4 separate regions of the Sus scrofa genome follow, and all the other regions are linked to region 2. Evidence: chromatin contacts called from public HiChIP or PLAC-seq data. All regions are on one chromosome and are shown on one strand. Each heading gives the region's core, a stretch centred on a gene start, on an enhancer-like site or on the middle of the called end of the contact. The rest is flanking DNA. Distances are from core to core; before and after follow the strand shown. Region 1 overlaps ANAPC7 (anaphase-promoting complex subunit 7). Region 2 overlaps CAMKK2 (calcium/calmodulin-dependent protein kinase kinase 2). Region 3 overlaps ATP2A2 (ATPase sarcoplasmic/endoplasmic reticulum Ca2+ transporting 2). Region 4 overlaps ARPC3 (actin related protein 2/3 complex subunit 3).

Evidence for each region. HiChIP or PLAC-seq counts read pairs in DNA pulled down with a chosen protein or histone mark.
Region 1: a contact with region 2 is called in an H3K27ac HiChIP or PLAC-seq map of alveolar macrophages. The contact joins two enhancer-like sites. A contact is called at or near these places in 2 of 2 datasets of contacts at active chromatin or transcription factors (alveolar macrophages and skeletal muscle).
Region 3: an H3K27ac HiChIP or PLAC-seq map of alveolar macrophages shows a contact between it and region 2. The contact joins two enhancer-like sites. A contact is called at or near these places in 2 of 2 datasets of contacts at active chromatin or transcription factors (alveolar macrophages and skeletal muscle).
Region 4: an H3K27ac HiChIP or PLAC-seq map of alveolar macrophages shows a contact between it and region 2. The contact joins two enhancer-like sites. A contact is called at or near these places in 1 of 47 Hi-C or Micro-C datasets (embryonic fibroblasts) and 2 of 2 datasets of contacts at active chromatin or transcription factors (alveolar macrophages and skeletal muscle).

Annotation. Positions count from the first base shown.
Region 1 is chr14:31,766,147-31,773,249 of Sscrofa11.1, forward strand. ANAPC7 (anaphase-promoting complex subunit 7) reads right to left here. Exons shown (of 14, transcript XM_021072834.1): 7 at 5,885-6,002; 8 at 4,367-4,563; 9 at 1,603-1,827; 10 at 225-375. Among named protein-coding and RNA genes, the nearest start is that of ANAPC7, 20 kb to the right of the region's middle. Within about 2 kb of position 1,590, at least 3 of the 83 cell types and tissues checked have an H3K27ac peak or open chromatin away from gene starts, as enhancers often do. A contact at or near this core is called in alveolar macrophages, where this site is marked.
Region 2 is chr14:31,360,135-31,367,156 of Sscrofa11.1, forward strand. It overlaps CAMKK2 (calcium/calmodulin-dependent protein kinase kinase 2), which reads left to right. Exons shown (of 16, transcript XM_021073030.1): 15 at 443-485; 16 at 3,161-6,370. The coding sequence ends at 3,325. Among named protein-coding and RNA genes, the nearest start is that of P2RX4, 24 kb to the right of the region's middle. Within about 2 kb of position 5,262, at least 35 of the 83 cell types and tissues checked have an H3K27ac peak or open chromatin away from gene starts, as enhancers often do. A contact at or near this core is called in alveolar macrophages, where this site is marked.
Region 3 is chr14:31,712,978-31,719,545 of Sscrofa11.1, forward strand. It overlaps ATP2A2 (ATPase sarcoplasmic/endoplasmic reticulum Ca2+ transporting 2), which reads left to right. Exons shown (of 20, transcript NM_213865.1): 6 at 3,019-3,099; 7 at 5,328-5,413. Among named protein-coding and RNA genes, the nearest start is that of ATP2A2, 41 kb to the left of the region's middle. Within about 2 kb of position 2,519, at least 2 of the 83 cell types and tissues checked have an H3K27ac peak or open chromatin away from gene starts, as enhancers often do. A contact at or near this core is called in alveolar macrophages, where this site is marked.
Region 4 is chr14:31,813,012-31,820,332 of Sscrofa11.1, forward strand. ARPC3 (actin related protein 2/3 complex subunit 3) reads right to left here. Exons shown (of 6, transcript NM_001185135.1): 2 at 6,761-6,837; 3 at 4,130-4,198; 4 at 2,491-2,617; 5 at 1,898-1,992; 6 at 1,371-1,433. The coding sequence ends at 1,371. Among named protein-coding and RNA genes, the nearest start is that of ARPC3, 6.8 kb to the right of the region's middle. Within about 2 kb of position 5,885, at least 2 of the 83 cell types and tissues checked have an H3K27ac peak or open chromatin away from gene starts, as enhancers often do. A contact at or near this core is called in alveolar macrophages, where this site is marked.

The DNA of each region.
Region 1 (7,103 bases), core at 340-2,839, 400 kb after region 2:
ATAGTGGTGTGGCTGGTTATGAGTGAAATAGTTCTTTAATGTTGTTAGTATACCTTAAGAAAAAATTTTCAGAAGTCATAAATTCACAAACAACTCTTCTACCATACTATTATTACTCTGTTTTCAACTGTGGATACAAAGTGTATTTGCAGAACTCCTGTTACATTGTTCCCTGCCTCCTCTACCCCTCATCAACCTTCCCCCCGGGGAGGCTAAGTGCCTACCTTAGTGCTATACTATACTGGTCCATTGCTTCCTGATACTCATTGACAGCTACAAGGAAATCTCCTAGGATCCGATGCAGGACACAGTCACTCTGATTAGCTAGTGCATTCCTCAACAAAGCAATTCCATCTTCATATTTCTGTTCTCTGCCTGAAAAGAAAAAGACCCTTATTTTCCTACTTACACAATGTTTCGAAATATATTCCCATTGCAAGTCATATATGTAAAACCACAACAGGAGTTCCCATTGTGGCTCAGTGGTTAACGAATCTGACTAGGAACCATGAGGTTGCAGGTTCAATCCCTGGCCTCCCTCAGTGTGTTAAGGATCTGGTGTTGTCGTGAGCTGTGGTGTAGGTCGCAGACGCGGCTCGGATCCCATGTTGCTATGGCTCTGGCATAGGCCAGTGGCTACAGCTCCGATTAGCCCCCTAGCCTGGGAACCTCCATATGCCGCAGGAGTGGCTCAAGAAAAGGCAAAAAGACAAAAAAAAAAAAAAAAAAAAAAAAAACCCACCACAACAATAATGAAATTCTGACATCAGATTGTGACAGATCTGAGATCCCTATTTATAGATGTCAAGAGAACAGTAGCGTGGCAGGGAGTGAGAATGAGCACATTTGAATACCTAATCCATTAGGAAATGTGCAGTTTGAGTTCTGATTTTTATTTATTTATTATTTATTTATTTAGTCAGTCTTTTTAGGGCTGTACCCACGGTATATAGAAGTTGCCACGCTAGGGGCTGAATAGAAGCTGTAGCTGCCAGCCTACACCACAGCCACAGCAAAGAGGGATCTGAGCTGCATCTGTGACCTACACACAGACTCACAACAATCCCGGATCCTTAACCCACTGATCAAGGCTGGGGAATGAAGCCAAGGCCTCATGGATATTACGTTCATTACCACTGTGCTATGACAGGAACTCCAGAGTTCTGATTTTTAAAAATTTATCCTTAACAAAGTTCAAAGAAAGAGTCAAAATGTATTTTATTAGCCAAACTAGCCCAAACTCAGTTCATCATAAATCAGGACTTAGAAAACCAAGGCTAAAAGGGAAATTATAAGGGAACCAAAATAGGTCAAAATAGTTCAAACTGGCTATGACCAGTTATATTTGGCCCAAATTAGTTGAGGACAAAGTGAGGTGAACAGGTACTAGCCAAAGTATAGCTGGTTTGAGCCACTCCACAAAAGTCAGTCCCTGCCAATTCAAGGTCTAAGCTAAATATAAACCAATGCACAGGGGCCCAGACCTACTGCAAAAGCAGTACCTGTTTGATCATCTGTAACCAGCTGGGACTAGGGAATCCCAACTGAAATCAGGTTTTACACAATTAATGAGTTACAGGGAAGTAAACAAGATACACTTACTAAGTAGTTCTGCTTTTTTCACCACAGCCTTAATGTAATCCGGTCTTTGGGTCAGGGCTTTATCTAATAAAGTTTTGGCTTTCTCCTGTGTCACTGGGTCTTCAAGACAAACGGTGGCTAAAAGGGTAAGGGTCTGTGCATTTGCTCCTAGAGTTTTGTAAACATTGTTAGCCATTACCATTGCTTCTCGAATACTGTTGGAGGCTAAGTAACATTCGATGAGACCTGAAAAAATATAACAGAAATTTCAACCACATTACCATTCCAAGACACGATTCCACCCTGACAGCCTTTCAAATTGCAAACTTTCATAGTTTCAAACAAAAAGCAGGCCAGGAGAAATCTCTAATGGTGAGATTAGACCAGAGGGTATGCTGATAGAAGAGCTAAGAAGTGCTCTTTCCCAGAGGACTTGATGGATGTGGAAAAAGCCTGCCGTGTAAAGGCACCTTCAGTTAGCGAAGGAAACAAACATGCATAAAATAAACCAAAGCATGTTGGCAGCACAGCTGAAAGAGTAATAAATGTGACACTACTCATTAATTGAAACTGTGTAAGATGAGGTTTCTAGCAAAACCCAAGGTTTTGCTGCCTCCTAACAAGCTGTTAATTTCCAGGTGAGCTCAGTCACTTTTAGCCCTACATTTAAGGGGGAGGGCTCCTTAAGTACCCAGGGAGCAACCTACAGAGAAAGGAAGACTTTTTGTGTTTCACTGGAAACATAAAAGTTATCTCAAAAGGCATTTGCTGAGAGCTTCCTTAAACTAGATGGAAAGGGCTTAATTAGACGGACCAAAATACACCAAGATCGGCAGCTCCTGCCTCTTTCCATAACCAAAGCAAGATGCTCCAAGGGGACACTTCAAGTAGAGGTCAACTCTCAACTCTTCATGCCAAGAAATGAAGAACAGAGGAAATACTTTCTGGGACAAAGTACTCACAGAAAAACAGCTTAAACTCCAAACTCACACAGTGGCAGATTTTTTTTTTCCTGGTCTGTTTTTTTAGGGCCACACCTGCAGCATACGGAGGTTCCTAGGCTAGGGGTCTAATGGGAGCTACAGCTGTGGCCTACGCCACAGCAACGCAGGATCCAAGCCGTGTCTGCGACCTACATCAGAGCTCACAGCAACGCTGGATCCTTAACCCACTGAGCGAGGCCAGAGATCGAACCCACAACCTCATCGGATTAGTTTCCACTGCACCACGATGGGAACTCCTCCCCGGCAGATTTTCTCTGCATATTCCTCCACCCTAGCGGCATTTATAATGTTTGTGCACACTCTATCATACACTACAGTTACTTAACAAGAAATTACCTCTTAAGGGCAACATGTTGGATTCGGAATATGGCTGTTTGCAACTTCTCACTGAATAGCTTTCCTTTCCTGCTAAAGCCACACTGGAAGTTCAAAGGGAAATGTTAAAACCATACTTCGCTAATCCAGAGCTCCCACCAGTAAAGGAAGCTCTGCTGGAGGCTGCAAGAAGCACCAGAGGACATAACCAAGTCTCCCTGATCCAAATCTCCAAACTGTAGCAAGAGTGAAAGCCTCACTGGCCAACGCCGGTACAACTTTAACCATCCTGTGTCCAAGCCCTCACCGTGGTAACAGGAGTTAATTAGCTGCATTCCCAGGCTCTTGTGAAATAAGCAGATAGGAGTTAGCGTGATAAAAGCAGCTGGAAGGTTATGGAAGCTACAGTTTTGGTATTAAGAATTTAATCTGAAACTAAAAGCTTGGTTTGCTGCAGTTTCTTTCTTCCTTTATTTGGCTGCACTCGTGGCATACACAAGTTCCCCGGCCAGGGATCAAACCTGTGCCACAGCAGCAACCTGATCCATAGCAGTGACACCTCTGAATCCTTAATTCACTGCACCACAAGGGAACTCTGCTGTAATTTCTTTAAGAACAAACCCACAAAAGGTCACAGTTCTCTGGTTATCTAAGCCAATTTTTTTTTTACTCCAACTTCCACATTTCTCAAACTTGAACTCATTTTCCTATTAAGAGCAAACCCTTCCTAGATTGCTATATTTTTCAATTCTTATAAAAATACACTTTGGAAGAATTGCATCTTTTGGGATCTATTTTAACGTCTGTGACTGAAGCTGGCACAGCTTTGAACTCCTAGGGTCAGTTGACATGAACTTAAAATAGTATATAACAAAACAAAGTTTGACTCTGATCATGCCCACCCTGAAGGTCCCATTGAATTGACCAGTTCCTACAACCAACACTGTCATATGTATATGAAGTTACCCTCTAAGTTATTTCTTTCTGACCCAAGGTAAGGCAACTATAAAAAAAGAATCTAAAGATATAACCAAACAATCTAGCACAGCGCCAGCACAGAGAGAGGCACATCAATAAGTGGGCCACATTTAAGAAACAAAATAGAACAAAAAAATCCCCATCCCAACTACACCCTCACCAAAAATCAGAAACAAAGAATGAGAAAAATGGTTTCTCAAACTACGGAACAAAAAGTACAGTTAAAGAGTCCTGAATAAATTTATAATGCCTAATGCAATGCCTCCCAAATGGCTCTGCACATTTGTATTACCCCAAACCCAAATATTGTGACAAACAGTAATGGAGTGACCTGGCATGAGGATTTTTAAAAGTTCCCCCCAGACAACAGACTCCAATGTACAGTGAAGTTTGGGAAATGCAGCCTAACAAAAACTTTCCACCTGAGTGCTGTCACCACACTTAGAGATTCCTATTATTTTTTTTTTAATCTATATTTTTTATCTTACCTTCATAACAATCTAAGCGACAAGGTGCAAGACGTATAGCCTCCCGAAAGTGGATTATTGCTTCTTGGACTCTGCCCATATTTCTAAGTGCTGCTCCCTTAAGTAGCAAAGCCTGAACACTATTACTATTCAGCTGAATCGCCTTGGCTCCTAAATAGAGGGCTCGGGAATAGCGCTTGCTATAGAAGCTATGACACCTGGAGGGGGAAAAAAAAAAAAAAGTTATGAGAAGACCATAAAGAAACTTCATCCAAAAGTAAAAGCAAAGGAAAATCAAAGAAAAGGCCTTACTACAAACCACTTACAACTTTAGCCTAAGATATCAGTGAAAAAAACCGAACAACAATAAAAAAATCTACTAAATATTTACTTTTAAGAGAGAAATCTTCTTTGGGGGGAGGAGGGGTGGTCTTTCTTTGTAGGGTTGGACCCACAGCATATGGAAGTTCCCAGGCTAGGGGTCGAATTGGAGCTGTAGCTGACAACTTACACCACAGCCCCAGCAACACCAGATCTTAGCAATGTCTGCAATCTATGCCACAGCTCACAGCAACGCCAGACCCTTAACCCACTGAGTGAGGCCAGGTATCAAACCCACATCCTTATGGATACTAGCCAAGTTTGTTACCGCTGAGCCACAACATGAACTCCAAGAGAGAAATCTTGATATGGAAGGGAAAAATTACAAAAAAGAATCTGTTGCTCTGGGTATGTTATGACGATATGACATCAGAGAATGAGAGACAGATGAGAAATATTCAGAGAATCTGTAAAGCCAGGTCAATTTCAAAGCAGCACAGCTCCTGGTCTGCTCACTGACAGCTTCCCACAAGCAGGTCCAGTGTTGAGCATAATGCATTCTCAGTTAACACCTATCCCATAAAGCAAGGGTATTATCCTCATTTTCCAAATGAGAAAATAGATCCAGAGAGGTAAATAATACAACCCAAGTCACAGACAGACCATGACTTGAAGCCAAGCCTAATTAACCCTTAAACCAGTGCCTTCAGAGTTCCCACCATGGCAAAGTGGGTTAAGAATCAAATTGCAGGGAGTTCCCATCAAGGCTCAGTGGTTAACGAACCCAACTAGTATCCATGAGGATTCAGGTTCGATCCCTGGCCTCGACCAGTGGGTTAGGATCTGGCATTGACATGAGCTGTGGTGTAGGTCGCAGATGTGGCTTGGATCCCAAGCTGCTGTGGCTATAGTGCAGGCCCACAGCCTCAGCTCTGATTTGACCCCTAGCCTGGGAACCTCCAAATGCCACAGGTGCAGCCCTCAAAAGACCAAAAAAAAAAAAAAAAAAAAAAACTGGACTGCAGTGACTCAAGTTGTTATGCAGCTATGGCATAGGTTCCTAGAGCAGGAACTTCCATATGCTATGGGTAGGGCCATAAAAAACAAAAAACAAAAAAAAAGCCCCCAATGCTTTCAACCTATATTCTGTTTAGGAGGGATCACAATTTCCTAAAGAATCTGAAAAAACTGGGGAGAAAAGGGAATGCATAAACATACCCAGAGACCACCCAAGGTTCTGCATGTTGATCAGAAATATTGAAAAGGCGGCAGCCAAGGTTCTCCACATCTTCCAGCCGCCCTTCTCGTGCCAGGAGGTAGCCATATACATCCATTCCTACAGAGAAAGAGGCTCTTGAAACAAAGCAGCAACGCCTTTTGTATGGAAGCAGCAACCATCATCAGAGCCCACACTGAGGCCCTAGCTCCTGCAGGGTCTGAGCCTTCTCCACCATCATAATCTCCTCCCACCAGCACTCCCTGTTTCCTACAGAATGACTATTAAAAAAAGACAAAACATATACAAAAGTGTAAAAAATAAAAAAGCAGCAAAGGAGTAAAAGGACTTACCTCACAATCTGAAAGCCTGTTATTTTCAGGAACTATTTATTTGTCCCTACATCCTGTGGCATGATAATACAACTACCCTAACTCATAACCAGTAAAGGCCCAAAAAAGGCATCAAAGTAAGTTCTCTCTTCTAAGAGGCATAGGCAGTCAGGAGTACACACTTACTATAGTCGTCTCAGAAAAAGCAAGCACGTAGCTTTTTCTGGAAATCTAGTTCCTTTAAAATCATCCTTCCTGCCCTTCCCCCACCTCTCCCTTTATTCTCACTCACATTCTATAAAAAGGGCCCTAAGCTCGCTGTTACCCACCTCTGATCATCATCCTTTACTATTCCTTCAGATTCCCATGTAACCACCTCTTAAACGAAGATTATTGCAACATTCCCTGATGGTCCCTGGACTCAAGTCTGAGCTTCCAACTCCACTTTGTCAACTATGGCCAGATTAGTATTTTTACTTTATTTTTCGTCTTTTTAGGGCCACTCCTGAGGCATATGGAAGTTCCCAGGCTAGTGGTTGAACTGGAGCCGTAGCCACCAGCCTACACCACAGCTCTTGGCAATGTCAGATCCTTAACACAACCGAGCACGGCCAGGGGTCAAACCCGCATCCTCATGGATACTAGTAGGGTTTGTTAACTGCTGAGCCACGACAGGAACTCCCCAGACTAGCATTTCTAAAGCACCATTTTCATCAAGGGCACAGGCAGTTTGGAAAAGAAATGTGAGACTGGGCAGGAGGGGACCTAGGGCAAAAAAATTCATCTTTCTGGATCTGCTTCCTCATCTACATGCTTGTGAAGGTTCCCCTCCCTGCTCTGTCATTTTTGTGGTTTATTGTCACAGTTTTTTTTTTTTTGATGGCCTTTT
Region 2 (7,022 bases), core at 4,012-6,511:
GAGGCTCCGTGAGGACCTGTCCCCTGCCCTTGGCCACAGAAGTGCAGACCAGCAACCAGTCCCAAGGGCACACTGGGGAAATCAGAGCAGCTGGCTTTGATTTCAGCCCACCTCCTTTTGCTGATAGCTAATCCACAGGGAGGTTTTTATCTTCCTCAGGGGGACTTGCACGTTGGAGGGAGTGGGAGAGTGATTGACAACCAGAAAGGCTTTTTGACCCCAAAGCACGCATGCTTGATGGGAGGGGTCCTGTCCCGTGATGGGTGATCAAGGCCAGTCTGGCTCCCGGGACCCAGGTCTCACAGCACAGAGATGTCCTGCTCCTAGCCGCCCAGGCAGCAGCTTGGCGAAGCTGGTGTTCAGGGTCTGTGGGGGCAGGCACCCCCTGGATCCCAAGTGTCCCCTTCTCACTTCCCTTTTCCCTCCCCTCTGGCAATTCCAGCAAAAAATCCACCAGGGAGTGTGAGCCCCTGTCTGAGCCCAAGGTAACGCCTGCCTGCCTGTGCCTTAGCCTCTGCCGGGGCCTGGGGGCGGGGGCAGCTACAGAGCACGGGGTACCCCCCCACCATACCCAGACTGACCATCCTCCCAGCCTGGGCCTCTATGCCCAGGCTTACCTTGGGCCTCTGGACCCAGGATGAAAACAACGAGCATCCGGGGCTTGGCCCAATGGTGGGTCGTGCATGTGGGCTGGTGCTGCAGGTGCATGGCGCTCCACCCGGAATGCCTGTGAGCTCACCCAGTTCTTAGAGCTAGTCTGGCGCCTGCATCAGCTCGGTGCACGTCAATGGCATTGAGGCTGTTTCTTGGGCTGAGGCTGCCCCTGCTGTGGGTGGGCAGTCAGAGCCTAGATCAGGCATGCTGCACCCTGGGGCTCCCCCAGGGGCTCTCTGGCATCCACCCTTTCTTCTCAGATGGGTCTCGACCCAAAAAATAAGTCGTCTTCCAGCCTGTTGCAAATGAGTGTGAGGCTCCCCTGCCTCTGGGGAGGATCCAGGCCTTTTCCCCAGAGGTGGCCATTCTCTGCCAAACACATAGTCCGCTCAGCAGTACCAGTGCCTCCCAGGACGGATGAGAGATTTTATCCCTACAGGTCTGAGATGAAAAATACTTGCACTCCTGCTACTTTTCTCCACACCCCTGTGGCAGGATAGCAATCCCAATACCTGTCCACGGAGCGCATCATGCTCAGTGGGGGGCTCCAGGCAGTTCTCAAAGCCGCTTTATGGAGCTGTAATTCACATGCCATAGAAGTCAGCCATTTAGAGTGTATTATTCAGTTGTTTTTACTATATCCACAGAGTTGTGCGACTATCACCACAGTCAGTTCTAGAACATTTTCATTAGCCTGGGAAGGAACCCTGTGCCCTTAGCTGTCACCATCCAACTCCCCCATTCCCCAGCCAGCACGAATCTACTCTCAGTTTCTGTAACTATTTGAGGATTACTTATGCTTTTCTGGAGCAGGGAACGTGGCAGTTAGCCATCAGAGCCAATCAAAGGCAGGCTGTGAAGGCTGCCTTGGTCCCTGCTAAAATGTTCCCAGACATCCCTGCAGCCGCATGATAGGGCAGCCTTGCCTGCAGGTTAAGCCTCACAGGGTGACAGGATGAAGCGTATGGGCTGACCTTCACTTGGCCCTTCTCTTTTCAACCCTGGTTTTAGGATTTGCCTCCCATTTTGTGCCAAGCCTGTCATTTGTTTCATTTTTTACTTTTTTGTTTTTTTGGAGGCTGCACCCTCGGCGTATGGAAGTTCCCAGGCTAAGGGTTGAATCGGAGCTGCAGCTGCTGGCCTACGCCACAGCCACAACAATGCCAGATCCGAGCCACGTCTGTGACCTACACCACAGCTCACTGGATCCTTAACTCAATGAATGAGCCTGGGAAGCAAACTCACATCCTCATGGATACTAGTTGGGTTCGTTACCTCTGAGCCACAACAGGAACTCCTGTTTCATTTTGAATGAGATTAAAGTTGCAAGACACCAAAGACTGAGACTGGCCTGAAGGACTTTACTGCCTCTATTCCCTTACCTGCAGTCTCAGAAACACCTGGGACTACCTGCCCTTGCTCTCAGCCCGTGAATGGGATGCTTTAGTTGTCCCTGTGATCCAGCATCCTAGAGCTCTTGCAGCATAGTTGTTGGAGACCTTGGACCCGTGGCCTGCCTGCTGCCTGCTGCTAGAGCAGCCAGTACAAGCAGGCAGCTCCAGGGCAGAGACGGAGGGCCTCACTGGATATCTAGTTACAGCTCCCTCCCCGGAAACTTGACCCTTGTTCTTTGGCAGACACATAAAAGCCTATGCGTGTGATTTTTAAACAAAGAGGAATTTCTTCCTAGGCACGTCCAGACATCAAGCTTGTCTTTCCCTCATGCAAGGGCAGTTCCCCTTCCCACCAGGGGTACATGATAGAGATCAGTCTTGTGTGGCAGGCCCAGCGGCTCCCCTTAGAGGGGGCAGTGTTTGCTTGATGATGGCAAAGGATTGGGCCCCTCCTTAGGGATTCCCCTCATATCTCCCATCACGCTGCCTGTGTCTGTCACCCCAGGAGGCTCTAGCTGGGGGCCCTTTAGGATGTGGCCTCTGGGGGGATGTGAAGACCCTACTTCCCACCAACTCCGTCTCTTCTACTCTGATCACACTTTGCCAAGATGAGGGCCCTTCTTTCCTCTGTAGTGTCCCTTGGGCCTGTATGTGGAGGGCAGTTCTGTTGACAACCACTTCCTGAAGGCTGGCTCTGTGCCCGCCCAAGTCAGGTGGTCCTGCTTGCTGCCCCCAAGAAGTTCACTGGGGAACTGAAGACAAGGGTCTGGGTTCCTGCCCTGCAAGAGCTTATTGACTAAAGACTGGGCGTGGAATTGCCAAAACCCCTCAGGAACAGGCCCCAGTGTGGAGCCCACACCTGACCTGTGACAGGTGCCAGTGATTTTAGGTGTTGGGGGATAGGCTGGCATCTATTTTTATAATTCCTTGCTATTTTTGGTACATGATGCTGGTTTCCGTTCACAGAGGGGATATAGCGTCTCCTTTGAAACTTTCACATAAGAAAAAAAGGGGGAGAGAATCTAAAAGATGTAAATAAGATTCAGGTGGTGCAGGACGTCACGTGCCGGCACCGCCCGGGTCTGAACGAGGGTTTTCTGTTCGGTGAGCAGGAAGCAAGGCAGCGAAGACAGCCCTCCGGGCCCCGAGCTGCACCTCGCGGGGGAGGAGGAAGTGCTCTTGTGAAAGGCGGCCCCTGTGAGGGGAGTTGGGGGCCCCCAGCCCCTGGCTCCCGTGCACGCTCACCTCCTTCGCGGCCGGATGAGGCGATGGAGTAGCTGCCGGACCGCGACCTCGCATGTCCCGCACCTCACCTCAGCAGCTGCGCCCTGCGTTTCCATAGCAGCATGTCCTACGGAAACTGAGCACGTGTGTAGAGCCTTGACCGTCATCTCTGGTTGCTGTGTTGTTTTTTCCGTTTGTTTGATTTCTTAACCGTTTTAAAGGGGACAAAAAACACAAAACAACAAAAAAAGACTTGACTCCATGACATCGACCTTGGCCGCTGGCTGGCTGAATGGGCGGGTATGAGGAGTTGCAGACCCAAAGCCACGTGCATTTGGGGACAATTGCTTTTTAAAACGTTTTTATGCCAAAAATCCTTCCTTGTGAACTCAGAATCATGTCAGATATACCAAGTGAATGTGTGTGTGTGTGGGGGGGGTTGAAAATCAGCCCAAACTGACAGAAAACTGGTGGTGCGGTCTGAGACCACACCCACATTTGAAGGGGGGGATGTAACTTGGTGCAGAACTCAAACCCCAAACCGTGGCACCTTCTAGAACCATGGACTCAAGGAGTCAGGACAGGGCTAGCCCTCAGTAAACTGCAGGGAGCTTTGCTGCAACTTACTCCTAAGAAGGACTTTACAAATTTTTTATGAGTAAAGTTGTAGTCAGGAAAGGGCTTGATGCTTAATAGCTTCCCGGAGGGGGATTTTCCGACCCCAGAGGGGCATTCGGTGGTTGTGGGGGGACAGGTCCCCTCTAAAGGTCTGAACGAGTGTTTATGACATCGGCTCAAAGCTGGAATCTTTCTTAGTTGACTGAGGAGCTCTGGTAAGTCTCTTGTTAAATGACAAAAACTTCAGGGTGAAATCCTACACTTCCATGTACATTACATGGCTTAGGAGTAAAAACAAACAAAAAATACGTTCAGTTCTCTAACTAGTCTGAACTCTAGAGCAGTTCAGAAATCATTTCGAGCTTCCAGGATATATCCCACGGCTTCAGGTATGTGAGAGCCAGTGAAAGCTATGCCTGTATATTTAGCAGCTCTGCTTGTTCATAACCCATGTATTCTAGAGACGGCTAAGGTTTTCTTTCCTTCTTAAATACTAGCTGATTGCTGTTAATGAAACACTTATCTAGTTTCTGGAGGGCCAGATTGGAGGTACTTTCCTTCAGCTGAGACGCAAATGACCATTCCTCACAGGCAAAGCTCTGTTGGGATCTCTACGGTAACTTTAGGGCACCCTTTGAGAGATGATGATTGAAACGCAGAGCACTCCTCAGGGCCCCAGGGAACCAGAGCTTGGCACGAGAAGTTCCCTTTTGTGGCCAAAAGTCTGGAAAGAAAAGGTTTACTTTTTTGACTTTCCACTGACGTTGGGAAGTTTGGTTGCAGTTCAAGTATGATTTCTTCCAGAGCTACATGTGGGTGAGCGTGAAGTTCTAGGGGGAAGAAAGTTGGAAGGACTTCGAATAGGGAATTCCCAGTGCTTTGTGGAATCTGGCTTGGGGGAAACAGGGTCTTTCATGGGCTCAGAAGGAGTGCTTTTTTGTAGTTTCTATCTACTCAGTGTTGGTAGGAGGGCTTTTTGCAGAGAGACAGAGAAGCAGACCAGGTGCCTTCCTGCCCAGCACGTTCACAGAGCCCCAGTGTTCTTGGCCTCCCTAGATCTTCCTAAGCTCTTGACTGTGGTTTAGCCAGGCTTCTCTTGCTCTCTCATAAGCAGTACTGAATTAGGGAATGCTGGTTTCCAAGAGCAAAGGTACACCCTCTGCTGCAGGGGCCTCTGGCCTGCTTTCTTTCTGTTTGTAACCTAGCACTTCCTCTTGCCTCTTGGACTTGTTTCAGTTTACAGGCTCCACCCCTACTGGGAGCAAGTGGGGTCTGGTTAGTTTGCAATAAGCACCTTGCAGTGGTTCCTGTCAACCAGTCCCTAGTCTTAGTCCCAGCCTGTCTATGTGGACTCTGGCCCGGCCTGTGCAGTGGCTTGCCCAGGGAGGGCGGGCAGCATGCAAGAGCCTCTGCAGAACTGTGTTTACACAACCGCATCGGGCAACGCCATTTCTCCCACGATGAAACTCTCCGGCTAAGATTACATGGCGTGGAAAGCCAGCGAGCAGGCAGCACCATGAACTGTTGTGGGGGTGGGGGGGCAGGGGGCTATGTTCATTACTTTTTTTTTTAAAATAAGAAACACCAAAGAAAGCTGTGGAAAGGAACTGCCCCACGGAGAAAAGTATAAGCAGGGAGGTGTGTAACATAAAGCATTAGAGCTCCTTGGAGCACAGACTCCTGGGGTTCGTCTCCACTCTTAGAGCACAAACATTGATTTTTTTTCCCCCCAAAGTCAGCTCTGTTAGGAAAGGGCAGAAGCTGTGATGAGCAGCTTTTCCAGGTGAGGATACCCATCCACCTCTTCCATCACTGGCTCATCAATGGGACCAGTTTGATGTAAGCAAGACATGGCCTGCACCTGTGGCCTTGAAGGAAGCACACGTCCTCTACCCATCTTCCTTCTGCCCTGTTCCACTCCCCCATCTAGTCTGCAGCCTGGCCAGTGGCTCCCATAAAGCCTTATCCAGCCCCTCGTTGGCACTTGGGGCCGGAGAGGCTGTCTCCCCACTGGCCTGGGCTTTCCCGTGAGTTAGGGCTCCGTCCTCAAGTCCTTTCAAGGCAAGGAAGCGAATAGCTGTGCATTTAGAGACACAGGCCCGACCTGTCACTCTCACTCATCTTCCAAAGGGGAGCTTCCCATTGCCTGGGGGCGGGAAGAACCAAGACCTCCACTTGCTTCCAAGGTGCTAGGGAAAGTGTCAAGGTCGTCGATTCTCATCTTCTCTCAGCTTTACAGGCCGAGTTTCGCGGGACTGCTGACTTTTCTATTCTGTGACTGATTTCATGCCCGATGCTTCTGTTTTATTCCTGATCCTTTCTACTATGCATTTTCCTTTTATCAGGTGTACAAAGTTAAATACTGTGTATTTATCACTAAAAAGGTACATGAACTTAAGAGAATATTAAGCCTTTGGTGTTTTTCCACAGATGTTTAAGCTTCTCTGTAAACTTGAAATAAACAGCAAAATGGTGCAAAGCCTGGCCCTTTTTGGAATGTTTTCGTTGGTCGTTCCATGAAGTCAGCCCTTTCCAGGTCATCTGGCCTTATGTCTGTTTTCCTTCCTTAGGCTTGACAGCGAGATCAAATGCCCAAGTCAAGGCAGATGCACTCAGTCAACCCCTAATTTAAGCCTGTCATAGTACCCCACTACTGAGAGTGTGGTCCCCAGGTCAGCATCACCTGTGAGTGGGCTGGAAATACAGACTTCTAGGCTCCATCTAAGCAAGCTCCCCAGGTCACTCATCTATACACTGAGGTTTGCAAAGCACTGCTCTGGCAGGCAGGTCATTGCCAGATGGATTCTTCTGGTGGAGACCAAACAAGCGAGCACCTACAGGATGGGTGCTAAAAGGTCACACACAGACCACATCCTGCGGGCAGGCAAGCTTCCTGACCCTTCACCCCATGAGGTAAGTGTTAACCCCATTTATGGATCATCATCTGTAAACAGGCTTGACCAGAGCTCTGAATTGGTCAGCAGGTTCAGTGCTTTGCAGAGCCTTGACAGCTGCCGGTTGTCATGGAGTCTGGAGAGAGGTTCTAGAACCGCTTTTTCCAGACTGCAGGCTAAGGTTTCCCTGCATTCCCAGGTGCGGCTCCAGCCCATGGCATTGCTTTACTGGCTTTGA
Region 3 (6,568 bases), core at 1,269-3,768, 350 kb after region 2:
GGCCAGGTATATGAGAGTATGAGTCTAGGCTTATATATGAAATTGTTTAAAAAGAAGAAAGAGGAGTTCCCATCATGGCACAGGGGAAACGAATCTGATTAGGAGCCATGAGGTTGCAGATTCGATCCCTGGCCTTGCTTAGTGGGTTAAGGATCTGGCGTTGCTGTGAGCTGTTGTGTAGGTCACAGACGCAACTTGGATCCTGCATTGTTGTAGCTGTGGCATTTGACCCCTAGCCTGGGAACCTCTATATGCCATGGGTATGGTCCTAAAAAGCAAAATAAAAAAAGAAAGAGATTCAGTATAAAACGAAACGTTCTCCTTGTAGATTGCTGGTACGTATTGTTAAAGTGATGTGCATAGAGACTGTGGGGACCTCTGTACCATGTTACAAGTTTTCTGTTCCTTTAGTATCATGATAGAAATTGCCTCAGACATCAAAGGAACATTTTTAGATAATTTTTCCATTTAGGGTTCATATGCTCCTCATTGAACTTGTTTTTTTTTTTTTAATTTAATTTAATTTTTTTTTCTTTTTTTTTTTTTTTTTTTGTCTTTTTGTCTTTTCTAGGGCCGCTCCTGTGGCATATGGAGGTTCCCAGGCTGGGGTCTACACCAGAGCCACAGCAACGCCAGATCCGAGCCGCGTCTGCAACCTACACCACAGCTCACAGCAACGCCAGATCCTTAACCCACTGAGCAAGGCCAGGGACCGAACCCGCAGCCTCATGGTTCCTAGTCGGATTCGTTAACCACTGTGCCACGACGGGAACTCTGAACTTGTATTCTTTTCATGTTCAAGGTCATTTGGGATCAAGTTAATTATGAGAGCCAGAACTAATGTAGTAAAAGTTGTTTTTTTTTTGTTTTTTTTTTTGTTTTTTTAAGTTTTAAAATTTCATCTTGCTGCAGTATTTTATCTGTGAAGATCACTGAAGTTTAGGATATGGTTACTTTATTGCAGTGTGAACAGAATTATATTAAAATGAAAGGTTCTTTTTTCTTCACTCATGAATATTGCTGTTTGTTGCATAAGCATTTCCAGCAGGAATTTCACCTTAACTTAATGTGTCCCTGCAGTCAAATGCAAGGATGATCTTTGCCTCTTGAGATTATATATTGACAGTCTCTTTCTCTGCCACCTTGTGACCACATTTCCTGTGTAGATCATTAGTTTGTTGCATGAATTAGAGCTCAAATATCTGACCATTCCCTCCCTGAATTTAAAAGCTCTGAAATACAGAAAAATCAGAACCAAATTGAAGATTGAATTAATGAAATAAAGCTACTTCTTGAACAGTATGGCTGTTTTGCCAGTTTGTATATTACTAGTGATAGCGTTCCACTTCAGTATGGTAGGGTAAGTCTGGTAAATTATTTAAAATATCATATACAGTTCTAGGGGGCACCATGCTTATTTGTCCTAACTTTTAGCTGTCCCTTCATAAGACTTCTAAAGTCAGGGAAAGCTATTGTACACACTTATTTTTACTGTCCAGTTGCTTTGGTGCTGAAGTATACACAGTCAACAAACAGTATTTGAATACCTACAATATGCTGGGCATTTTTCTTAAGATGCATGTGAAACATTGGATTATCTGTTCCTGTGTCTGCATTGTGGCATTTACTTCAGACATATCAAGGAAAGGGGCTGAGATGTGGTCCCTTTAAGAGTTTTTAAAGGAACTCTTCGCCAGAAAAGAAGACTCACTTGTCCTAAAGATCTTCTAGAGGTTATGCAAGAAGTTTATTCATTTATCTGATCATTCACATTTCAAAGTACCAAAGGGTACAGGGTGAAAAGTCTCCTTCCACTCATGCCCTGCTCCCCAGCGTTACCAGTCACACCATCCCAGAGGATTTCCTCTTAGCAGTGGAATTCCATATCCATGATGCTTCACACTCATGTTTTTCCCACTTAATGGACAGTATATCTTAGAGAAAATTTTCACTTTAGTTGGAATAGAGTTGTCTCTTTTCTACTGCTAATAAAAAAACTAACCACATACTGTGAGCCTGTCTATAGTGGAATTTATACGGTGAAAAAATTGTGCTTTGCAATTTTGGTATGTATTGCCAGTTTTTCCTCTAGAGATTTTTTAAGTTTTTTTCTTCATACTCAGCAACATATATAGGGTGGTCAGAAAGTCTGGACACCTAGTTGAATACTAAGTGGTCCATTTCTGTTATATGATATGTTTAGTGACATGTTCAGTTTGCTCTTGTTAGCAGTGTACTAACAGAATTTTCATTAATGTTTGCTCATGCACTTGCCTCTAAGTGATTTGTGCCTCTGGTTTTTGTTGTGTTTTGTTTATTAAATACTAAAATACCCATATCTTATAGTCACCCTGTATAAGATGCCCTGGTTCTATACATGCTTTCAAACTTGATGCATTTTTCTTAATTCCTTTGTCAATTTGATAGTTTAAAAGTGATAATCTCCAGAGTTCTCCTATGACTCAGCAGGTTAAGGATCTGACGTTGTCACTGCTGTGACTTGAGTCACTGCTGTGGTGTAGGTTTGATCCCTGGTTTGACAATTTCTGTGTGCCATGGGTGTGGCTAAAAAAGTGATTTCTCTGTCTGGTTTTATCTTGCCTTTTCCACTATGAGATTAATTGAGCATCGTTTTAAAGAGGCATGTGTTTCCTATTGATAATTTAGCTTTCCCAGTGGAATAAATCATGGCTTGTACAATTCAGTCCCCCTCATCATGCTGTGTGTGTCTGTGTGTGTATGTGTAAATAGAATGTAAATAAAATATGTACTTAGAGCTGTTTGCCCAAGCATCATTATTCTCTTCCTTCTTTTGTAATTCAAGTCTCGTATCTATCCAGCAAAAGACTTTCTATGACCCTGAGGATAAGTTGATTATATTGCTTATTGTATATACTTATGCTGTATATAGGCTGTTTATTTTCTTTAGAAATTGTGTTTGATTTTGAGACAGGTTGATCCTTATGTATGCGGTTGCAAAAGTTGCTTATTTTGGCTGCCTTTTTTCTCCCCAATTAGTTGGTGACAAAGTTCCTGCTGATATAAGATTAACGTCCATCAAATCTACTACTCTAAGAGTTGACCAGTCAATTCTCACAGGTAAATTACTCTGTATTGGAAGGCTATTGTGTGAAGGCTTCTTCAGATTGCACCTAACAATTCAGTGGACTCCTGCCCCACTATCCCGTTACGGTATCCCATCTTCATCCTCTCTGAGATAGTATTTCTTAATGCTTTATTGGCATTTTGCTGATATATGGGGTAAAGCTATGATTTAAAAACAAAATAAAAACAAAATAGGAGTTCCCGTCATGGCGCAGTGGAAACGAATCCGACTAGGAACCATGAGGTTGTGGGTTCAATCCCTGACCTCGCTCAGTGGGTTAAGGATCTGGCGTGGCCATAAGCCTTGTAGGTCGCAGACCCAGCTCGGATCTGGCGCTGCTGTGACTCTGGTGTAGGCCGGCGGCTATAGCTCCGATTAGACCCCTCCCTCGCCTGGGAACCTCCACATGCTGCAGGGGCGGCCCCCAAAAGACAAAAGACAAAAAAATAAGTAAATAAATTTAAAAAAACAGAATTGGTGCTCATTTCAAAAGGCCTATTTGTCTTTTAATTTTATTAAAAGTTAGTTTTGATCTTAAAACACATTTTAAATTTTTTTTAAAAAGTTTACAAATTGCTTCATTAGCAGAGTTTATATTCTTAGGTTGAAGTAATGTTGTTGTCCATTTTGTGGAAAGTGAACTACCTACTTAGTGTTCTTTTTCTAGGCAGGAAAAATAGACTCCTGGAATGCTAATCTCACATCTGATACACTTTTCAATAATCAGATGTGCGATTAACAAAAGTTAGCACCCTCAAATGGTGCATGTTTACACCTAGAGTTTGCACACTCAGATTTGGGATTGTTTGGAATGTTTTCCCGTTTTTGTTTGATAAAGGCACGGTCTAGGGTGGAGGGTTCATATTAACTGGAAGTAAGGTGGTCAGAAGATTAATTTAAACAATGCTAACCTGAATTAAATAGAGAGTAAATGGAAAATTAAGATTATCAAGATTTATCTGATGATTAATTTTGAAAAGCAAATAATGCCACAGCGGTAGGCATGTGAGTAGCTTGAGCTCTGCAGTTTTTATTGTTTCTTTATGAATAGCTTACCTATTGAAATTCCTGTTAGCAGCAACGACCTGGAAGCTGATTAAGCCATGAGATGGCAGGGAAGGAATTGATCAGGTTGTGTGTACGAAATTTTCATATCATGTTAACAGAAATAATTACTGTTTTAAAACTTTCCATAGAGTTTCTTAAATGTTTTTTTTTTTTTTTTTTTTTTTTTTTGTTTAAAAATCACAGATTGAAGAACCAGATTCTTTAGTCAAATATTGAGAGTGAAATTTGCTGCTTGAAATTTAAGCTAACAGTTGGGACTATATATATTTCACATCACTCAACCTGATGTTAACCCTTGAACATCATGGGTGTGAACTGCACAGGTCCACTTATATGTGGATTTTTTTTTTTTTTTTCTTCAGTAGTAGATACTATAGTGCTGCCTATACCAGATGCAGAACTTCAAATACAGGGAAGTTGTGTATATGGAGGGCCAGCTAGCTATAAGTTCTATGCAAGTTTTTGACTATGTAGAAGGCTGGCTTCCCTAACTCCTGCAGTTGTTCAAGGATCAGCTGCATTTCTTAAGTGATGTTAAGTTGCAACCAAATTCATCAAGTCATTGTGAAAGTTCTAAGAAGTAGTCTTTTATACCATGTGATCTTTTTAGTGCAACTCCTTATTGCCGGTGTTTTTGTTTTGTTTTGTTGAAATAAGAATGATCTTATTAGTGTATGCAGATATTTTTAGACCAGTGTTTTCATTTCTCATCTTCAGCATTATTGAACAAAAAGAGGCTTTCCGATGGATGATTCTCAGTATTCATGTGGTGTATCTTGTTTGTTCATTAAAAGTAAATATACTTTCACCTTTTAAAGTATTGGAGTGTGTGTATATGTAAGTATACAACAGATCTACATTCACAATATTAGAGTATAAAATGATACCTGCAAATGAACTAAATTTGAACAGTTACTCAAGAAAATAAAGGTTACTTGACTAGGATTTTACTTCAAAATTAAATACCTTTATTTTGCCTTTTTCCCTCTGAAATTAGTTTTCTATTACTGAATTTTACTAGTTTCTGCCCTTTTGAATGAATTGGGCCTTTTTGTCCTTTTCGGTGAGTGGTGGTATGAGTGGATGAGGGTACTAAGGTTCTAGGTATAGACTGCACACATCTGAACAAACCTTCTCTATCCCAACTGCTTAGGTGAGTCTGTCTCTGTCATCAAGCACACCGACCCTGTCCCTGACCCACGGGCTGTCAACCAAGATAAGAAGAACATGCTCTTTTCTGTAAGTACTTGTCTCCAAATAAAAATACATTTGATAGTCTTCAGAGTTTTAAGTTCTACAGGTTTTTTTTTGTTTGTTTTTTTTCTTTTTCCACTTCATGGTCACCCTCAGCTGTCAGAAAAATTCAGTGATGTGTAATGGCGAAATGTGTGACCTAGATGTCTTTTTTTTTTTTTTGACCACATTCATGACATGCGGAAATTCCCATGTGGCAGTTGCAACCTGCACCACAACTGTGGCAACGCTGGATCCTTTAACCCACTGCCCCGATGGGAGATCAAACCCACATCTCCACAGTGACCCAAACTACTACAGTTGGATTCTTAACCCACTGTGCCACAGAGGGAACTCCCAAACATCTTTAAACTCTTGATCTATAAACACAGAATAGTAGATGTGTTTGGGAAAGGTTTGCTTCAAAAGGGATGTTTATAAAACGATGTGGATGATAGCTGTGTATAGTTCACAATGAAAAGGTATGTGTTTAGAGAGAAAGCAGATGTGGCAAATCATTAATAATTGGTGAGTCTGGGTGAAAAGTAAAACTCGTACCACTAAAGTTTTTCTGTTAAATTTTTTTGAAATAGAAGTTGGGAGATTTATGGTTTTGTTTGTTTAGAATTTAAAATGATATTTCAAGTAGTGGACTTTTGTGGGTTAGCATGGGAACCTAACCCCACCCACAGTAAGTAAAAAAGTACCATAGAGCTACAGTGAAAATAAGCCATATTCTTGCAACACTAGGAATTAATAAAATGGGGCAAGGAGGGAACCCTTACACTTGGTTATGTTGATCTTTGAATACAATGCTTGAGTGGAGGTTCTGAAAGGTAGCCCATGGTCTTGCTTGCCCTTCTTATGCGTGATAAAAGTAGGGGAGGTTAAGTTGTTGGATCCAGAGGCGGAGAATGCTTAGGGTTGAATGCTGTATGAAGTTTGGCAGGTTGGGTACACAGGGATTAGAGTACTACTCCAGCCCAAAGCTAGTCTGTAAGCCAAGCTCAGTGTTATGAATGGAAATTCCAGTGGGCCAGTGCAGACTGCTTTGAAATGAGTAGGTACCATTCTCATTTCACGCGGAGGCAGGGAGAGGTGTACCACACTTTGCTTGTCATCAAAGTTGGATGGCTGGTTGCCTGAATAGTAGCCACTGAA
Region 4 (7,321 bases), core at 4,635-7,134, 450 kb after region 2:
AGAGGTTACCAGGAATTGGGGGTTTCAGGCACGAACCAGGATCAGTGTTTCTGTTTGGAGTTAACAAAATTTTTGGAAATGATAGGGGTGAGAGTAACAAAACAATGTGAATGTAATTAATTCCAGTGAATTGTGTGCTTTAAAGTAGTTAACATAGGAGTTCCCATTGTGGCTCAGCAGTAACAAACCCAACTAGTATCCATGAGGATGTGGGTTTGATCCCTGGCCTCACTCAGTGGGTTAAGGATCTGGCGTTGCAGTGAGCTGTGTTGTAGGTTGCAGATGCAGCTCAGATCTGGCATTGCTGTAGTGGTGTAGGCCAGCAGCTATAGCTTCGATTCAACCTCTAGCCAGGGAACTTTCATAGGCCACTGGAATGGCCCTAAAGACAAAAAAAGAAAAAAAAAAAAAAAAAAAGAGTTAAAACACAGTAAATGTATGTATTTTACCACAATAAAAAAAGAAAAAGGAAGGAGGCATTGATACATGTTATAACATGGATGAATTGCAAAAACATTAGGTTGAGTGAAAAAACATATAGGAAAGATTGTTTTTTATGATCCCATTTATGTGAAATATCCAGAACAGACAAATCCATAGAGATAGAAGGCAGATGAGTGGAAGAAAGGGTTGGAAGGAAATGACCACTAAGGAATAAAGGAACACCTTTTTGGGGTGGCAAAAATATTCTGAAACTAGTGGTGAGGTTTACAGAACTTTGTGCATATTATTACAACCACTAAACTGTACCCTTTATTTAAAAAAATTTTTTTTTGGCTTTTTGTCTTTTCTAGGGTCATACCCACGGCATATGGAGGTTCCCAAGATAGGGGTCGAATTGGAGCTGCAGTTGCCGGCCTACACCACAGTCACAGCCACGTAGGATCTGAGCTGTATGTGACCTACACCACAGCTCACTCCAACGCCAGATCCTTAACCCACTGAGAGAGGCCAGGGATCGAACCCGCAACCTCATGTTTCCTAATTGGATTCGTTAACCACTTCGCCATGACGGGAACTCCTAAACTGTACACTTTAAAAATTACTGCTGAGCCACAACAGGAACTCCACTGTCTCAAAAATTTTTAAAGCCTGTCTGATATAAGCAAAGCAATGAAGTTTTTCTGACATGAAGTGTTAGAAATTTCTTTATTATTAAGCACCAGCTTAATACTGCAGAAAATTTCAAATCACTCAACAACCCACTCTTCTCCAGCCCCCCACCCCAAATTCTTGATAAAGAGCTCTTCAAGACATGCTCTCTTCTCTTCTCTGTATAAAACTTTACGAAATGAAGGCAAAGAACTGTGTACATCTTGCTGAAAAATGCTGCCCACAGCTGTGGAGACAGTGTCTGCCCAAGGCTCCTTTTACTGTCCGGGTCCTGAAAGACTCTTGTTCATGAATTGTCTCTTCACAAAGCAAGTCCACCACTAACAAGAGGGGACAAAGCAGAATGAACAGTGGTGGTCAAATAACAATGCAAGTTCAAGATCGGAATATGAATGTACTTAGCGACAAAACATAGTACTGGTCTGGCAGTCCTTATATAAACTTTTCGAGAGCACATGTAAAATTTTCTTTCTTTTTTTTTTGGAGTGACTCACAGGTCACTCAAAATTATGACAACAAAATAAACTTAATACATTCAAGCTATCTCACATAACAAACCTGTTTTATGGGTTTACAATGCCCCAATGTGAGAACATATAACAACAATTTTTTACTGCATGCAATTTACTATTAAGTGTGATTCAATGAACTCCTCCTATGTACAAGGCACTTACTCAAAGTTAAGCAACACTGCAATGTGAAAACTAAAGACTTAGTGTGTTTAACAGTGGCCACAGGGTAAAAGGTGATTCATCAACTAAATCAGTAAAGAAAAGAGACTTACCTTGCTGGGTTTATCATTCTGAGGGTCAAAAACTTTTTCACAAAGTCTCAGTCCAGTCTCTTGCCTCAGCTGTTGTAAATAGGCCCTCATCACTTCTAAAGTCAAGAGCAGGTGGAAATATAAAAAATAATGTATTTGAGAAAGCATTGCAAATGTGCTGGCTGTTAATGTGGACAATAACCTTGGCAATACATTTCTATATACTCAAATATGGTAAGAACTAGAAACATCAGTTCAAATGGTTTTATAATTGTATGTATTTTGGTCCGATAGATTCTCTACGCATCATACTTGTAAAGTTTTTTTTCTTTTACGGCAGCCCCCAAGGCCAGATATTGAATCTGAGCTGGAGCAACCTATGCCAGAGCTGCAGTAATACTGGATCCTTAACCCACTGTACTACAGTGGGAACGCCTAGATTTCATACTTAATGCCAAGGTTCTTTGGTGAGAGTGATTAGTAAGATAATATATGTGCTAATGACAACTCTCAATCTGTACACCAACCAAGGCAAGAAAAGGAGGGGGGCGGGTGGTAAAGGTCCAGTGGAGAAACTCTTGTGCCATTTAGGGAGGTCAAAAGGTTGTTCTTACCATCTTCCTGTTTGTTTGCAGGTTTGGCATAAATTGCATTAAGTGGAAAACCAGGCTCTCCAGGAATGGGAAAATTAGTGATCCCCAATGTATACATTTCCTTCTCGCCTTGGCTTTTAGAATTGCACTAAAAAAAACAAAAACAAAAACCAAGTTTATATACACAACAGGGGAAAAGACAGTAATACTCACTGTAGGTTTTTTTAGTCTAAGTATCTATGTCTGGGGTTCTGTTTTTAGAGCGTTTTTGCAATTTGGTGAAGCCTGTGGCCCCCTTCTCACACTAATGTTTTATTTTATGTTATGTTAATAACATAAAATAGAACTATAAAAGAAACCAATTACAGTGAAATACAATAGCTACAATATTAAAAAGTTTACTAACATGGTCATACAATGTGCTTCTTTTTATTAATGCACTAAGTAACAAGACCCAGCAGTGGGCCTAACAACTAAATTCTAAAGTAGTAATGAATGTAAACAAAGTTTCAAAATATCAATTCTACATGTAATACGAAAATGCTGCAGAAAGTCCAAGTATAGCTAATATTACTATGGGTTGCTGCCTACATTAATGAATAAAGGAAATGCTAAATTTCAGTTGGAGGTTTGTGAAAGAAAGAGGTATTCTTTTCCCCACTCAAGATCCTGAACCCTTGAATTCTATCCTTGGACCCCAGGCTAAGAACCCTTGAGCCAAGGGCTTAAAAATGGTATTCATTCTTTTCTTTCTTTCCTTCCTTCCTCCCTCCATCCCTCTTTGTCTGTTTGTCTTTGTTTTTTTGTCTTTTCAGGGCTGCACCCATGGCAGATGGAGGTTCCCAGGCTACGGGTCGAATGGGAGCTGTAGCTGCTGGGCTACACCACAGGCACAGCAACGCCGGAGCCAAGCTGCATCTGCAACCTACACCACAGCTCATGGCAACGCCGGATCGAGCGTCCTCATGGATGCTAGTCAGATTCATTTCCATTGAGCCACAACAGGAACTCCTCTTTCTTTTTTTCTTTCTGCTTTTTAGGCCCACACCCACAGCATATGAAGGTTCCCAGGAGAGGGGTCGGATCAGAGTTGTAGCTGCCAGCCTACACTACAGCTCATGGCAACGCCGGATCCCTGAACAACTGAGCGAGGCCAGGGATTGAACTCGAATCCTACGGATACTAGTCGGATTCATTTCCACTCTGCTACAACCAGAACCCCTCTTTCTTCCTTCTTTTCCTTCCTCCCTCCCTTCCTTCTTTCCTGCTTCCTCCTTCCCTCCCTCCTACCCTCTTTCTCTCTCTCTTCTTTCTTTTTTCTTTGGCTACACCTTTGGCAAGTGGAAGTTCCTGGGCCAGGGATTGAACATGCACTGCAGTGACAATGCCAAATCCTTAACCACTAGGCCACCAGGGAACTCCTAAAGGGAATTTTTTGGTCAGGATCTCTGTCTTGGAAAAATATACACAAAGCCTTAAAACCCCACTATCTTATCTTTTTCTTAGTCATCCACACTGTAAGTCTAAAGATCTACAGATTTTCCTCTCAAGGTCCACGTTTAAGTCAGAAGAAATATTTTCTACTTGTCATTAAAGTCTCATTAAGTCTAAATACCCATTAATATGTTTTTCCGACAGACGATCATCCAAGTTGAATTACCTTTTGGAGTTTCTTTAGACACTCAGAAATGTAGAGAGTTATATATATCAAGGTCCTATCAGCTTCATTCTATGGGAGGAAAATAAAACTTAAAAACAGTCCTGATTAAAATGTATGAGCAATAAATGAATTGAATATTTGCCTTTTTCTTTCTTTTTTTTTTTTTTGTCTTTTTTTCTAGGGCCACTCCCGCAGCAGATGGTGGTTCCCAGGCTAGGGGTCTAATCAGAGCTGTAGCTGCTGGCCTATGCCAGAGCTACAGCAACGCCAGATCCGAGCCGCGTCTGTGACCCACACCACAGCTCACGGCAACGCTGGATCCTTAACCCACTGAGCAAGGCCAGGGATCGAACCCGCATGGTTCCTAGTTGGATTCGTTAACCACTGAACCACGAAGGGAACTCCAGTCTTTGTCTTGATTTACCAACTGAAAAATGCAAAAGCATAGTTACCACAGCTTCAACAATTCCCATTCTCAAATGCAATCTTAAAGCCCTCTTTCTGTCCGCTCCTGCAGACACTGCAGTGGCACCCTGAGCTGTGTGGCTGCTCCTGTTTCCCTCAGCTCCAACAGCTCCTCTGTCTGTGTAGGAAGGAGAGTTAACATAGCCACGTGGAAAACCTGAGGCGAACCACACAGCTGGCTCATTTCTAAAAATTCCTTCACTTCAGGATCACTGCTGAGAACAGAAACATTCATGACTCTAAAGGAGGAAGCAATGATTTCACAAGTGACTTGTTCCTGAAGAGCTCCATATGCCCAACCCTTGACCCAACCCAAAGGAAAATGCTGTGAAGACAAATGGATGTTAAATGTGGCATGTACTTCGGGTCAAATTTTATACAGATTTATAGTTTTAAAGGAATAAATGACATATCTCCCTATTTTTAAGATCATACGTTATTTCATCAAGAATGAAATGTGGCAGAATTATAACTATAAACACAACACTTAAGACCATGCACTAGATATAGAAACATCCATAGCATCACAGAATGTTTATTTAAAAATTTTTTTTCTACCCATATAATTAAAAAAAATCTTTTTACATGATCAATTTTTATTTTTTTATAATGATTTTTATTTTTTCCATTGTAGCTGGTTTACAGTATTCTGTCAATTTTCTACTGTATAGCAAGGTGACCCAGTTACACATACATGTATATATTCTTTCTTCTCACATTCTCATGTTCCATCGTAAGTGACTAGACAGAGTTCCTAAGTGACTAGATATAGTTCCACAGAATGTTTAGACTACAGTTTATAGACTGAGAATCTACAAATAAAGCGTTTACACCGTTTGATTCCAAGAGATCAAAGTTTGGCAAGGAGTTGAAGTTCCATATTCTAGAACACTATCAAGAAGATTTATTGGGAGTTCCCGTCGTGGCGCAGTGGTTAACGAATCCGACTAGGAACCATGAGGTTGCGGGTTCAGTCCCTGCCCTTGCTCAGTGGGTTAACGATCCGGCGTTGCCGTGAGCTGTGGTGTAGGTTGCAGACGCGGCTCGGATCCAGCGTTGCTGTGGCTCTGGCGTAGGCCGGTGGCTACAGCTCCGATTCAACCCCTAGCCTGGGAACCTCCATATGCCGCGGGAGTGGCCCAAGAAATAGCAACAACAACAACAACAAAAGACAAAAAGACAAAAAAAAAAAAAAAAAAGAAGAAGATTTATTGACATTCCTTGTAACTTGCTCATAGCAGAAGCTCAGAGAACTTCCCTTTTCCATTTCCCCCATTCCTCTTCTGCCACCTCCCTTCTGCCTTTCCTGCCAGCTCACAAAAACTAAGAGCAGAAGGGAAGAAAGGGTGATTGAGGGAAGAGCCCAAACCACTGAAGTTTCTTTATTTCTCTACCTTAGGTCCAGGACACAGTAGTATATATATATTAAAAAAAACCAAACCACAGCATGTAGAATTTTTGGGTTTTGGACTGGCACACAGTAGGCACTTTATTATTGTTGACTAAATATAAAGCATCTAGATCATAGGTTGGCGAATTTCCTCTGTTTAGGACCAAACAGTTAAGTATTTTATTCTTTGTGGGCCACAGTCTTTGTCACAATTACTCTAATCAGCTGTTGTGGTCTGAAAGCAGCCACAGATGATATATAAATAAATGTGTATTGCTATGTTCCAATAAAACTTTATTTACAAAAAGGAGGACCAGATTTGGCTTTGCCAACCCATGGTGTAGACTGGAGGAAAAACGAGGAACTAATATTCATAAAGAATGAGACACTGGATTTTTATCTTTATCTTTTTTTTTTTTCCATTTTTTTGCTTTTTAGGGGCCACACCCACAACATATGGAGGTTCCCAGGCTAGGGGTCAAACCGGAGCTACAGCCACCAGCCTATGCCACAGCAACGCAGGATCTAAGCCATGTCTGCAACCTACACCATAGCTCAAGGCAACACTGGATGCTCAACCCACTGAGTTAAGGCCAGGAATCAGACCCACAACCTTGTGGTTCCTAGTCAGACTGGTTTCCTCTGCACCACGATGGGAATTCCTGGATTTTTATATTCATGCAATCTCATTTCATTTATTCCTCAGATCAATCTTGACTGCCAGGTAGATATTATCCCCATCAAAAATCTAAAATAGCAAGAGTTCTGTAATTTACCTTAATTTCATAGTTTTTGAAGAAGACATTGGCCTTGAAGTAATAGATAGCTTCATCCACAATATCTGTATCTTTTGCTAAGCAAGACACAAGGGGAGGAAGGCAGAGAACATTAGCCAAATGTAAAAGGTAACATCTAAAAAAGCTTTAAGGAAAAAAATATCCAAGCTTAATGGTCAAGGGTTTTGAATTGAATAAAATGAGGCTACTGAAATATAAAGTCTTTAGAAATAATTTCTAGAGAAATAAGTACATGATTTATTCTTATGGCTTTATTATTTTTATAAAAATGACATATGTTCACTAGAGAAATTAATACAGAGAAAAAACTTAATTGTCACATCAATCTCATTGCCCAGAAATAACTACTATCAACACTGGGTAAGTATCACTCCAGACATCTCTCAATGCATTTATAAAAACAGAGTGAGGAGTTCCTGCTGTGGCACAGTGGGTTAAGAATCCAATTGCAGTGGCTTGGGTCACTATGGAGGTGAGGATTTGATCCCCAGCCTAGCACAGTAGGTTAAAGGATCTGGTGTTGCCAAAGCTGTGGCTTGG